Linked DNA regions of Anas platyrhynchos: region 1 is linked to region 2. The links are chromatin contacts, called in public Hi-C maps. All regions are on one chromosome and are shown on one strand. Each heading gives the region's core, a stretch centred on a gene start, on an enhancer-like site or on the middle of the called end of the contact. The rest is flanking DNA. Distances are from core to core; before and after follow the strand shown. Region 1 has its middle 9.8 kb from the start of SPART. Region 2 holds the start of CCNA1 (cyclin A1).

Region 1 (7,000 bases), core at 4,187-6,686, 36 kb after region 2:
TTTTGTTTGTTTGTTTGTTTTTTTCCCTGTAGTTAATGACAAAAATAGTCCAAGGAATTTCTGAATCATCCTTGGTTTTGATGTGGATATTTCCAGCATACTTGACCAAACTGATTTAATTATACTAATTGGTTGCTTGAGGTACTAACTTTAGATTGACCAAGACTGACAATAAACACTTGTTGGTTCAACCCTCTTAATTATATAATCTTTCCCATTACCCCATCGAGATTGGAAAAATTCCCTCCTTTGCAGCTGGGAAGAGCACCTTGGTACTAGATTGGAACAAGCTTTTTGCCCCTGTACAGCCCTGATATTAGCACAAAATCGCTGTTGCCTTGCCCAGGTAGTGCAATGTTCTGGTTATCACTGAGCTGTTAGTAAAATATTCCAGTTTACCATATCTATATTGTACTGATTTAACCATACCTCATTTGATATTTCCTTCTGATAGGTGGTATCAACCTGCTAACTCGTGTGTATTAACTTCATCTCTTTGGCTATCAGTCTCTGAAAGTATGGTGCAGGTCTCTTTATGTTAGTGCCACAGTTAAGTCATACCTTAATACACCATTATTTGACTCTATTTAATATAGATAAAGTCTAGGATTGTTCATAGGTCTTCCCATCTGTTGCTATTATACAGAGTAGGGTAATCAGTGCTGGCTAACACATGAACAGAATTGCTTTCAGTAAGGTTACAAGAGGCAAGAATGGTTTTAGGAGGGAATATTCCCCCTGCATATGTTTAGAGAAATACACTGCCTGCCATACTTCTGGCTTTGCATGAGCTTTCTTTATTCAATGTCCTTGTAGCAGCTACATTGTGCCTAGCCCAAAAGACACTGTTGCTAAACCTTGTGGTCCTTAATCAGAATAGAATTATCTGTTTTAGTTACAGATTGCTTCAGTAAATAATCCCTTCTCAGCGTAGGTGGAGAACATTGACAACAAAGTACAAAATAACCCATCACCTTAGCCATCCATCCAAACTTTTTGTGAGAAGCATTTTGGATAATAAACTTTTTTATGCTGCTGCTGGAAATGACCTGAAATAAGCAGCTGTCTTCCCATCAAACACTGTAGTCTGGTATCTTCAGTGGGGACTTTGTGAGGACGATCTGGACCTGATATCACAGTAAACTGGGGTCTGTGCTATCTTAATTTTGAGAAGTTCTGTGTCATAACAGAAGCAATGAGCATTTGAGGTCTGCTGTACCTTGACAAAAAATCATTTAAAGCCTTTGCAACAAATGGCTGTGAAACAAAGGTTCAAAGGCTTTGAATGTCTCACGGTTAGCTATGGTTACATCAAAAGTGGGGAGATGCTCTACTGGACCTCATGCTTAGGGACAAGGAAGAACTAGTTGGGCTGTGAAGGTCAGGAAGAGATTTGGCTGCAGTGGCCGTGGGATGGTGGCATTCAAGAACCTGAGAGAAGGGAACAAGGTAAAGAGCAGGATCACAACAACATTTCTGACACCACTGAAGAATGCTGTTTCTGCCATAGGCACAAAAGCTGAAGTAGAAGGGTCTAATACAAGGAATCAAGCGAGCTGTTGGGATGTGATATAGGCCCTCTAACTGTAAGTATTTCAGACTAGACTAAGCAAAGAACTGGAGGCTGTATCACCTCAGATGTGCTTAATCCGGTTAATACAGAATTCAGTTCAGTAGGGATTAACTCAAATTTAGGTTGAATGTGGCATGTTAATTTCAGTCCCAAAGCACTTCTTGTACATTCACTGTTCTCAGCCTGAGTGAACCCAAGCAGGTAGCATTCCTGCTGTCATTGGAGATGGGGAGATTGGGGCAGGGGATAGCTAAAGCTAATGCTGTGTACTGTGGGTACTGATTATATGGGAAGAGGTCTTGAGTCTTAGAGTGTGTAAGTGATTAGAGGTGGCTAATTTCTTATATTAGGAATGGGTTTCTATATCTGAGTAACAACAGACATGGAGAAGGCTGAGGTACTCAACAACTTCTTTGCCTCTGTCTGCACTGGTAGATGGGCTTCCCAAGTCTTTCAGTTCCCTGAAGCCGTAGATGGAGGGTTCAGGGAAATTAACTCCATAGATGGAGGCTGGGGGATCAAAGTCCCACCCACTGTAAGTGAAGAGCAGTTTCAAGACCACCTGATGAATCTAAACAGGTACAAGTCTGTGGGACCTGATGACATGAATCCCAGGGTCCTGAGGGAACTGGCTGATGTAGCTGCCAAGCAACATAGTTGAAAATTCCTAGAAGTTGGGCAATGTCCCTGGTGAGTGGAAAAATTGAAATGTTATGCCCCTACTCTTCAACAATTAAAACAATTAGGAGACATTTCTTCTCAGAAAGAGCAGTCAGGCACTGGGACAGGTTGCCCAGGGAGGTGGTGGAGTCACCGTCCCTGGGGGTGTTCAAGGGAAGGTTGGACCTGGTACACAGCGACATGGTTTAGTGGGTGACATTGATAGTAGGGTGATGGTTGGACTAGATGATCTTGAAGGTCTTTTCCAACCTTAATTTTTCTATGATTCTGTAAAAATGTCTACTATTTCATTTTTAAAAGCTTCAAATAAAACAAGAAAATTGCATAAGCCACTTAATCCCTGACCTTTGAAGCCAGGATAACAACACTCTGCTCTTGAATATCTATATTTTACTCAGTCAGCTTTTGAAAATGTTCATAATATTTATGCAGTAAACAAGAACAGTGGAACAAGTTCCACTTGAGTAAATATGTATTGAATATTTATTGAACTCGGAGCATTTTACAAGTAAAAACATGTTGGAGGGAATTAATATCTTCAGGTATGTGTTTTATTTAAATTATAACAAAGTAATCATTTGAACAGTCCAAGATGGAACATGACATAATGTAAGGAAAGCTAATTTAGCTTTCAGCGCTACAGCTGACTCTGTGTGGAGGTGTCATTTTCCTGGATGATGCAAGCCACCATCCTCCAAATGTATGTGCTTCATTATGAACAGAAGTGTACTTTCCTCAGAACACCTTGGTTTTGCAGATCGTCTGTTCCCAGCAAAGAATGGTGTCCCTGTCCTATTGCCTGCATAAGCCAACAAAGAAAGGAACCGTGTCACTACTATACACAAGAGAAATAGCTTAGAAGGTGTATATGACATCCTTAGGGTGTTGGTGGTGCCCCAATTTCTCTGTCAGAAAAGCTGTTTTAATTATTTCCTGATTATTATTCATCTCTCACCCCACCCATTCCTGCCTCCATCCTGCAATTTTCCATCCCAGCAGATAAGCAGATGTGACCGTGACAGGGACCTACCATAAACTGCATTAGCAGTTCTAAAAGCCTGTCGCATCAATGGAAAACAAACAGTTCTTCACTGATTTGGGTCATTGGCTGGTTTTTAAACAAGGGTGATTTGACTATTAGGGTAGGTACATGCTCAGCCACCCTATATTTCACTAGTATGCAGATAGCATGACTTCCTCAGCTTTAAGAAGGTGAAATAAGTATTAGTTCACCTGATTTGCAAGAGGGAAAGTGAAAGGTTATTTTGGTCCTGCAAGAAGAGGTTTCAAATCAGGTTAATTCTCTAATAGCACATATTGAGACCCATGCACATAGAAATCTACATCTAATTATGCTGCATGTTTTCTTAAACTTTTTAATAAATACAGAGTATTTGAGGGTAATAAAATAATTGTACTGGAATATAATAATGTATCAGGCTCTGAGGGAATAAAAGGCATGAAAAATTTCTCATAAAAATTGTATCCTTTGGATATAATGTTGTTACTTGTATCTCAATATTATACAGATGCATTATCCAGCAGGTTAAAGAGTTTTCAGTGCTAGCTACTGGGACTTGTTTGTGTTAAATGAGTCCCTGAAGGGTTTTCCTTTTAATCCCTGTATAGAAAGGAAAGATATTTAGTATTTGAATTACAATAATTTTGAAGTCTCATATTAATTTTAGAAAATTAAAAAATACCTGTTTCATTTCAGGAGAGCTCCGTGTTTACTGAATTTAATACATATTTTTCTTTCATCCTGACTGAATGAAGAAAAAAGTAATTTTGCTGTAACTTATTTACACAAAGTTGGAACAACCCTTGTGCTGGGTAATTTGCCTAAGGAAGTACAAAAAAGACAATAACAAAGAAGCTTTTGCTTAAAGTTCAAGTTCTATATACACTTTGGGTACTTAAATGTAGTAACTGCCAAGCTGAAATAACTATGAGGTATCTTTGGCTAAAGGGTATAGGCTTCTAATCTAGGAAAGAGGAATTCATATAAGAACAGAATGATTAATGGGTCATGAGTCCTCTGGACACTTGGATGAAACCATACACAAGCAGGTCCATTACAGCAAGTCAGCCCAAGAATTAAGGATGTACTTAGTCGTCTGTATCATTATGGTCTCATTTTGTTATATGGTTTAGTAAATTTATAAATAAATACTAAACCATTTTTATGGTTTAGTAAATTTATAAATAAATATAAATATCAATTGTAATGATAAGTAATTTATTACCTAATACATTTACCTGAATATTCAAGGGCAATGTTTCATACTGAGCTCCTATCTGATAAGTAAGAAAACAGCTGTGAACTTTCAGGTGACTTTTTCGTCCCACTTTTATACCTTTGGTGATGAACTTTAATGAACTTTTCACCCTAGTTTCATACTACATGCATTTTTAGGATGAGATTTAATGAACAACTGACTTGTGGTTGTTACTACAGACCTGCAAAAACTTCATAGCTTCATTTCAGGTTCTGATGCCAGCTTTCCTCCACTGATCTGATAAATACAAAAACAAATCTTATAAACTAAAACATGCAGGCATTGTACTTGGGCACAGGGGTGTAGGAACAGGACTAGAAATATAGTGGTGCATTTTTTGTTAATAAAATCATCCTTTAAAATGCTACACTATGGTTTCAAATAGATATGTCCATAGTATAAGCTTCAGTGTTATACAGAAATACTGGAAATAGGTTTAAAGATGTCATCCTGTATTCTAGGGGCCATGCATCGCATAGCATCCAAAGGGCTAACTTACCCTTCCAAGAAGCAGACTGAACTATTTCTTGTACCCAAAAGAGGCTGAATCTAAGTATAAATATCTCTGTACTACACTACAGCATGCAGTGTAGACAGACCTGAGCAAAACCTGGTTTTCAGTGCAGCATTATTTGATTTCACTGCACACCACACAGTGAGCCTGCTTTGCTTTCTGCAGTTTAGTCTACAAACTAGAGATAAGAAATACAAAGAGCAGCAGAAGAGGTTTTCTCAATGGTACCTCCAAGGACAGCGGGACTGAAATTCACAAATAACTAAAACTGTGATAGCAGGGCAAAACTCAGCCCTGCTTTACTGCTGAGGCCACAGCAACAGCCATGCAGAACAATGTGCCTACACCACCCTGACAATGCCAGGACCTCCTCTGGCCTCCCGATCAGGTCACCACAGTCTAATATTAGGCTCTTGTGAGCAGTGTCACAACTGTAATGATGACTACCACCCTAGGCCAGCCTCAGCCTCCTTCTTCTCTCCTCCAGCCTGCTGGACATGTGGTCTACCCCCATGATCTCAGTATGGAATAGATCTGACATTCAGAAGATATCAGAACTCTCTAGTTTTCTCTCTAATTTACTTGATCTTAAGGTTGAATGTGGTCTGAATAGTCCCACGTCTTTCCTGAATTTCTCGTCTGTATCCCCTATCTTCAGTCTCCTACCCAGATGGCAAGTCCTTCTCCCAGTGTGGGAGCTTCCCCTTTGCTCTCTGCATCTATGCAGCTCTCAGCACACAAACATCACAGACAGGGGGATTCCAGGACATACAGGTAAAGGAATATATACATTTGTATACATTTAGAGAGAACTTGTAAACAGTTAGCAGTGAAATCAGTCAAAATGTTTATGTGAGCAACTGCCTACAAGAATGGGAATTACTAAAGAATTTTTGACTCTTCTTGCAGAAGAACAAGTAGTCATCTCTTATGAAAAAAATAACCCAAGGGTATATCTGGTCTAGCTTTTGGACTATCTTCTGAAGGAATAGAAAAAATATACAGAGTATTCAGCTCTTCTAACAACTTCCAAGATGTTCCCTCAAATGACCTAAATGATCCAGAGTTGTCACTGGTTATCTACACAGCATCCTACATCCAACAGTACAGATCCCATAAAGCTGATTAGCCCACATGACTGTCTTTCATGGCAGAAACATCAGTCCAGCACAATATGTGCATAAATTCAGCAGCACAAACAGCATATTTCCTTCATCTCCTTAGCTGCATTATATCTTCAATAGCTCAGCAGGTTGAAAGCCACTACCACTCTTGCCCTATCCAAATCCTACTCCTATCCCACAAAACAGAGGTCCACTTTTTCCAAAGTGATGGTCTCCTAAGGGAAGATCCCATATAAGATCAAAACTGGAGTCAGTGCTTGATTCACATGAATAGAAAGCCAACTGGAGAAACCAGCACAACTGTAGACCTTCTGTCCTCCATCCCTTTGTTTAGATGAACACACAGCCCTGCATCATATGGCACTGCATTTCTGACACCAGTCAGTCCCTCTCTGTCTTCTGTGCAACTAATACAAAGAGATGAGAAGGTAAAGAAAGCCTGACTGCAGTGGGATTTCCTACTAGACAATGTATTGCCTGTGCTGCTCGGAAATCACAGCCCAAAGCTACTTATAGTCTCCTTACTCATACCCCTACCTTCCTGCTCTCTGTGCATTTTGCCACACAGCTCCTTGCAACTCACTCTGGTCTTCAGCTGAGTCCAAAAAACTTTGTTTCTCATAAAACACCAGGCACCCAACATTGCACGTAATTGGAAAACAGGCTTTTTAGCAAATGAGCCTTAGGATATTGGACTTGCCCCAGAAAGCTGGGAGGACAACGTGGAGCCAGCCTCTGACAAAAAGCTCGCAGCAGAAGCTCTGTGCAAGCCTCAGGCTGTGTGAGCCAGCAGGGCTGAAATCCCCTGTCCCAGATCTTCCCAGGCTCT
Region 2 (6,602 bases), core at 2,984-5,483:
ATAATGAACTTCTGGTCATGATTGTTTTTGATGTAATTTTACAGATAGAATCATCAAGTTTTGTTTAAAAAGACATCTTTTTAAATATTTGTAAAGGAAAAGAGGCCATGCTCTCCTCTGAGGATTTTGTTCACCTCACTTGGAGATCTGGGCTAAGTGGGCGGCTCTCAGAAACAGAATTTGGGCTCCATTTGAATAGGCACTGTATAAATACTACACCCTTTGCAGCTAAGCAGCAGGTCAGGTGTTTTCCTGTAAGCTTGGGTTACCCTGTAACCTGATCTGTATAAGCATGGTACCCCGGGCAGTTCTGTGGGCACATGCTGCGTCATTGTGTAGCAGTATGTTTTACCATCCTGTCCAGGTCAGGCTTACTATGCATGCCACTGTCGAAGAATGGATTCCTACCTCCTCACCAGTAAGACAGACTAGCTGACCAGACAGATAACACAAAGCTTAGTGTTTCAATCAGACACTTATCCAGAAGTCTAAGCACAGACTTCTACAAAACACCCATCCTAAAGGGATGGTAATTCATACCTTTGCAAAGTTCTTTGTCCTGATACAGACTCCATGCCTCTGAATATACTGAAGGAGGAACTGGTTGATAGTAGGCACTGTGAGGTCAAAAGCCAACACTTTGAGAAGCAGGTGTTCCATTCTTAGCAGCTGCCTCTTTGTGTATGTATCATCTGTTATATACACAAATTCATCCACTTCTGGTGGGTAGATTTCCTCGTATTTCCTTCAAAAGAAACAGAGAAACCGTATTTGTCAGCTTAAAAGTCAGGGTAACAAAAAGCATTTCTCCCTTATCAGGATGGGAACATGGTATTAGTAAGACTTGCTTGGAGTTCTTGTTTTAAACCTTCCTCCGATCTGGGTAACAGCTGAGAATCAAATCTGTGGGGCAAAGATATTTAGAGGTATTCCAAGTCCACTAGTCTAGTGAGACATACTCATATTAGGAGTTTTCTATTAGTCAGAGTGTTAAAGAGCAAGTTGCAGTAACACCATGCATTCCAGATAAAAACTCATGTGCTCCTAGGCTTCATTGGGCACCCAGTCTGTTTAAAAACAGTTCAAGGCTAATTGCAGATTGCAGCTTTTAATCTATTACAGCCTTATGGGCTAGCAGCCTCATACAGTAGTGTTTTTCTTCTGCTGTTATGGTTACAAGGTTTTAAGGTTTTCCCACTACAGTTCCTTAATCACGAATATTAAGCATCTAATTCAGCTAGTGCCCAAGTAGGTCAAGTGGCAAATCTTAAGACACCAGGAAAACCTACCTACCACTGCAAGCTTCAGTCTATCAAATTAAACAAAAAGATTCAGTCCTAAAAATAAGTTTTAGCTCACATATATCTTCTGAGATAAACACTCACGCAGCCAGAAGAATCGCTGCTGTTCCTACAAGCTGCAGCTTCCCTCTGAGAACAGACATACAGGAGAGAAACCTGTCCAGGTAGTTCACTGCCAAGTATAACGTCTCTGTCTGAAGTTTGTATTCTTCCCCTACTTCTACCAGCCAGTCTACCAAGATGGCACGCATTCCTGATGTGATATCTGGTTGCTTCCTCATGTAGTGGGGCTTGGGCCTGTATTTAATCTGTTTGGAGAGACAAGTGAAGAATCAGGTTGCTTACCCTGGAAAGGACCATTGAAGGCTGAGCTGATTAACATTCTGTGAACTTCTACGAAAAGGAACATGAGCAGTTACACTATTAATAACTAGTTACTAGCTATAGTTACAGTACTAGCAGTATTAACTAGCAGCATCTCTAGAAAAACTGAAGAGATAAGAGCTACCATGTTAGTAACAGAAAAGTAAAGGACCTCCTGGACTGTCAAGTTGAGCCTTTGCACATATAAGCAATTCAGGAGGACCTGACAATGAGAAACAAATCATTTATTTCCCCTCCCCCTATTGAGAGACTGCATTTTACTGTTCTGATAAAGAATGACAAAAAAAAAAGTCTATTGGAGCAGAAGACCTGTCAGTGAGGTCACATCCAACTGCTTCAGTAATTTTGCAGTTTTCACCTCCCACCTGCAAGAACTCTTCATTCCTTGGAGTCAAGGCATGCTCCAACAGTGGGGTATTTCTGGGATGCAGAGTAATACCTGAAAGATCTCATAACTGTCTAGAAGATACCTATGAACCTCTCTAGCTAGAGAGATGGATTTTATTGCTTGCTCAGTGGCTGCCTAGACTTATCCTGGAGCAACCATACAGCTTTGCAGTATTGCAGCCCACCACATCCCAAATACCTCTAGGTTTGTTAGAAGACACTCACTTCGGCTTCTCTGAGGTACTGATGAATGTCATCTGCATACTCTCCCACAGTCATTAGAGTTATGACATCTCCCATCTGTTCCACAGGGTGAGACTGGAAGGATGTATCCACTAGCATAGGAGAAGCTAGCAGGCAAAAAGAGACAGAAAGACACTTGGATAGTTAGCCTCTTCACCTTCTCTTGCTATTTCTAGCACAGCAGAAGTGTTGTGCGTCACCTAGACACAACTAAAGTTATCCCGAAGCATTACTTATTGTAAAATAAGCTACTCACCAGCTCACCACAATTCATGATCAACTGTACATACTTGTGCTACAGATACCATGTATTAACCATGGTTACCTGTACTTAGATCCAGCAGTAGGTGAACACTGGATGTCATTGCACTAGTATCCAGTTCACACAGGCTTGATTCCAGCTCTTCATCCACTTGGCAGTTGTAGTTTTCTTTCTGTTCCGGTTCATCTATGTAGATAGTAAACCCCTGCTTTGATGCAGCACTGATCATGTAGCTGGATAATTCATCTTTTCCAGCTGGAGGGATGGCATTCTTAGAGACAGGAAGGTGTCTGGTAACAGCAGTACTCTGAAACAGAGTGCATGGCAATGCTGTGGCAGGGCAATTCAGGAAGAAAGCAAACAGTATTGGTTGTTTTAGAGAGACAAATCACTTTCCTTGGTTAACAAAGCAAGGTACAGAAGTTAATTGGAAAAGCCACCCACTGCAGCTGGCACTTGGGACGCACTGGCACTGCCTTGGAAGCAAGGGCACTGCCTGGCTCTGACAGCTGGCAAGTGCAGGGTGTGCTCCACATTCAGTGTAGCACAGAGCAGGTTTTAGAAAGTGTAGCAAGTTAGGGCAATGAGAAGAACCACTCAAGCACCACCACAGACTTACAAATGCATGTCAACTTATAAACCAAAGTTGGAAACGTTGAGTTTAAGCACCACAAACCCCACGACTTCAGCTTGTGAACAGGATACAGCCCTTCGTGTTATCTACTATATGTGAGCCACCAGCTGAGTTTGGGGCTTCAAGAAGTCGCACCCAAGAGGACTGCACACACACAGCTGCTGGTTGAGGTCCTGCAAGCCAGCACAGCTCCGTTTCCCCTGCCCCAGCAGCCAGCTAGCTCCAGGAGGACTGGAGGACACCCAGCTGTGAACCCAGCTTCTTAAACACACCCACACCCTGACAGCAACGTGAGCAGCCACACAGCAACGGGACGTTGAGGCAAGCATCAGCAAAGCGACTTTTTTTAAACCACCCCCTACATTTTAGAGCACGGATGACCTGAAGCCCACCACCCCCCCACGCCTTCACCTGCAGCCTGGCGGGGAGCAGCCAGCTACCAGTCCCAGAGCCCACCCGGAGGGGAAGGGACGAGTAGTGGAGGGGAAGAAAAGAGGGAAAGAAGGAAGGAAGGAGGGAAGGAAGGAGGAGGTATCCGGCACGAACAGGGCTCACCTGGCCGCCGGGCCGCTGCTGCCCGTTCTCCACCAGCACCCCCAGCACGGCCCGGCCGCCGCGGGGGGCAACGGGGCAGGGCTCCAGGCGGCCCGCCCGGCTCATCTCGCCGGTGCGGTGCATCGCCCCCACGCCGGCACCTTCCGGGGAGAGAGAGGGGGAAAAAAAATAAATAAATAAGATAATAAAAATTAAAATAATAATATTTTTAAAAAAATAATTAAAAAATAAATAAAATAAAAGATACAGATAAATAAAATTAGCCAGTACTCGGTCGAGGAGCAGCCACGCCTGACCCTGGGAAGGAAGGAAGGAGGGATGGATGGATGGATGCGGGGACGGAGGGCAGGAAGGCAGCGCCGCCGCCCCTATATAGGCGGCCGCGGGCGGCTGTTGGCCGAGACCAGTTGGAAGCGGCGGCCGCAACCCCCGGCGCAGCCGCCCTGGCGGGGCAAGCGGCTGCGGGTCGCCATGGAGACCCCGCCCGGGCCGGCCCTGCCGCGGCCTGGGCCGCGCTTCCCCGCCCCGCTGCCGGTGGGGAGGGGTTGATGGTGTCCCACCGTAGTGTAGTGGGGTGAAGGCGGGTTGTTGGGGGTGTGGAGACTGTGTGGAGTGTCCAAAGAGCAGGCGAGGTGCAGCCAGGAGGCGAGGCTGAGGATGGCAAGAGAGCTGGGAGTGCGCTGCTGGCAGGGAAGCAGCAAGGAAGGACTGGTGTGCATTAAACACAGCGCTTGGTTGGCAGGAGAAGCTGAGGGATTTCATGTCATCAGGAGGTCCCCCGCGGTGAGGATGCCAGCAGTAGGATGGCCAAAACCCCACCCCTATACAACAAATCACCTACACTATTAAAATATTCATAATATAACTTTAATACTACTATTGACAAATATCAGTTGCAAATATAATTAATTTATTAATAAAGCTTATAAGGAAGGAAACAAGTCTGCCTGATGCTATTAAAGGACTTGACGATTAAACCCTGGAGACCCCAAGCCTCTCAGTGAGCTCCGACAGGACAGACGAGTTACCCAGTTAGGAGAGAAACACCGAGGGGTGCCCAGCTCCACAAGGGGAAAGCTGGCTGGGGCAGGAACCAAGTGAGATTAATCTGAATTTCCAGAGGAGTCTGGGAACAAATAATCAGTTATTAAGAGCTATCTTCTGTCTGTAAACGTCTAGGATATAACAAAAAGATGTATGAATGGCAATAGAAGCTTTATGGAAACAGTCAAGGTCAAAAAAATCGATTACCCCTTTTGATTTTAGCTTATTTTAGTATCTATTTGACCCTTGTAACACTTTGATAAAGTCAAAACAAGGGGACAACTGCAAAACTGATTGTGAAGCTGTGCACAAGAGCAGTTCTCAGGTGTCAGGGTGGAAACACAGAGCTTTATAAGAGGAATTAAGCAGCGGTTTGTCCAATATCACCAAAATTTTTCAGCAGTGGAGCAGATAGTAACACAGGTAGCAGACTCAGTGAAGTTGTGGATGACACCACCGATGGTGCTGGGAAGGGCAGTGGCTATGCTGGGGAACAAGACGAGATTTCAGAAATGATCATGACAAACTGGAAAAGTGGGATGCTTTTGAAGAAAGACTGGACAGAGCAGGGCTGGACAAAGCCACCAGCTGCAGACATGTGGGATGGGGACCATCTGGGTCAGTAGCAGCTCTGTGAAGAAGAAGCAGGAGGCTATAATGAACCTCCAGTGGAGCATAAGCCACCACATTCCTGGCTGTGCTAGCATGAACAAACAGGAGAGTAGCTTGTGTGGTACACAAGCCCTCTGAAAGCCCATAGGGAGGACGAAAGGGATTAAATGGTCTCTCTGTGCTCAATGGGAAGAGCAAGCAGTACAAGAACTTTAACCCCAGCATGAGGTTTACGTGAGACATCAGGATTGTGATGCCCCAGAAGAGATGGCATGGGAAGTTTGTGGGACTTCCCCCTTTGCAAATTTGTAAGATCAAGTTACAGTAACTGCTGTCAGAAATGTCTCTGCCATGGGCAAAGTTGTGGTATGTCTTGAGATGCTCTCCAGTATCAGTGAGCTGTAGGAGCTCTGATCCAAAATTTGGATGCAATAAGCAACAAGTCTTTTCCCAGACCTGCTTTTAGCAGTTCCAGGCTGTAACAAGGTCTGTATTTTTTTCTTCCATATATCTCAAATGTTTTTTTGACTTTTTTTTTTCTCTTCCAAATGAATGTACTGTAGGAGGTAAGTGGTATATCTCAAGATGAAAAATGTCACCTGTATTTGATCTGTAGGTATCAAAGCTGAGCTGTCACAGCAGGTCAGGGGACAGAAAGCTGCACAGTGCATCTGTGTCCTTCCTGTTCCTTATATCATCTCTAAGCTCCAGGTTTGCACAGGAAAGACCTCACTCAGGAACACTTCTTTGGACATTTTCATGCAGAGTATTGGCTTCTGGAATTAAGTATTTGACATTCAGCATCGGCTTAAGCATAACTTTTGAATTACATAACTAATAAATACCCTTTATACCACTGGTTTGATTGGATTTCTCAAAAAAACATATTAAAATCCCATGCTAGGAAATATGTAGAATCTATAGCAGTCTAAGAAGGTGGATTTTAATCAAAACCATATCTGAAAATGTGAATATTCTACATTTTAATTGTTCAGTTTTGATAACATTTTTAAGCAAAAGGCATTTGAAATGTATATATTTTATGAGTTAAAAAAAAAAAAAAAAAAAAAAAAAAAGAATAAGCCCAGTCTCACACTTCTTAGCAATAGAAGTGATTTTTCTGTCAACGCAAAATTTTTTTTTAACTTTAAATTACAATTTAGCAATACTATTCTAATTC

Evidence for each region. Hi-C and Micro-C count contacts between places; a contact is called where the count stands out from the background.
Region 1: a contact with region 2 is called in a Hi-C map of F5 follicle, with 2.3 times the contacts expected there. The contact joins the enhancer-like site here to the promoter of CCNA1 in region 2. A contact is called at or near these places in 2 of 8 Hi-C or Micro-C datasets (F5 follicle and small yellow follicle).

The regions. Positions count from the first base shown.
Region 1 is chr1:182,078,910-182,085,909 of IASCAAS_PekinDuck_T2T, forward strand. No RefSeq gene overlaps it. Among named protein-coding and RNA genes, the nearest start is that of SPART, 9.8 kb to the right of the region's middle. Within about 2 kb of position 5,437, at least 3 of the 8 cell types and tissues checked have an H3K27ac peak or open chromatin away from gene starts, as enhancers often do. A contact at or near this core is called in F5 follicle and small yellow follicle, where this site is marked.
Region 2 is chr1:182,044,062-182,050,663 of IASCAAS_PekinDuck_T2T, forward strand. It overlaps CCNA1 (cyclin A1), which reads right to left and starts at 4,234. Exons shown (of 9, transcript XM_027470501.3): 1 at 4,037-4,234; 2 at 3,767-3,906; 3 at 2,641-2,884; 4 at 2,298-2,422; 5 at 1,386-1,609; 6 at 541-745. The coding sequence starts at 3,889.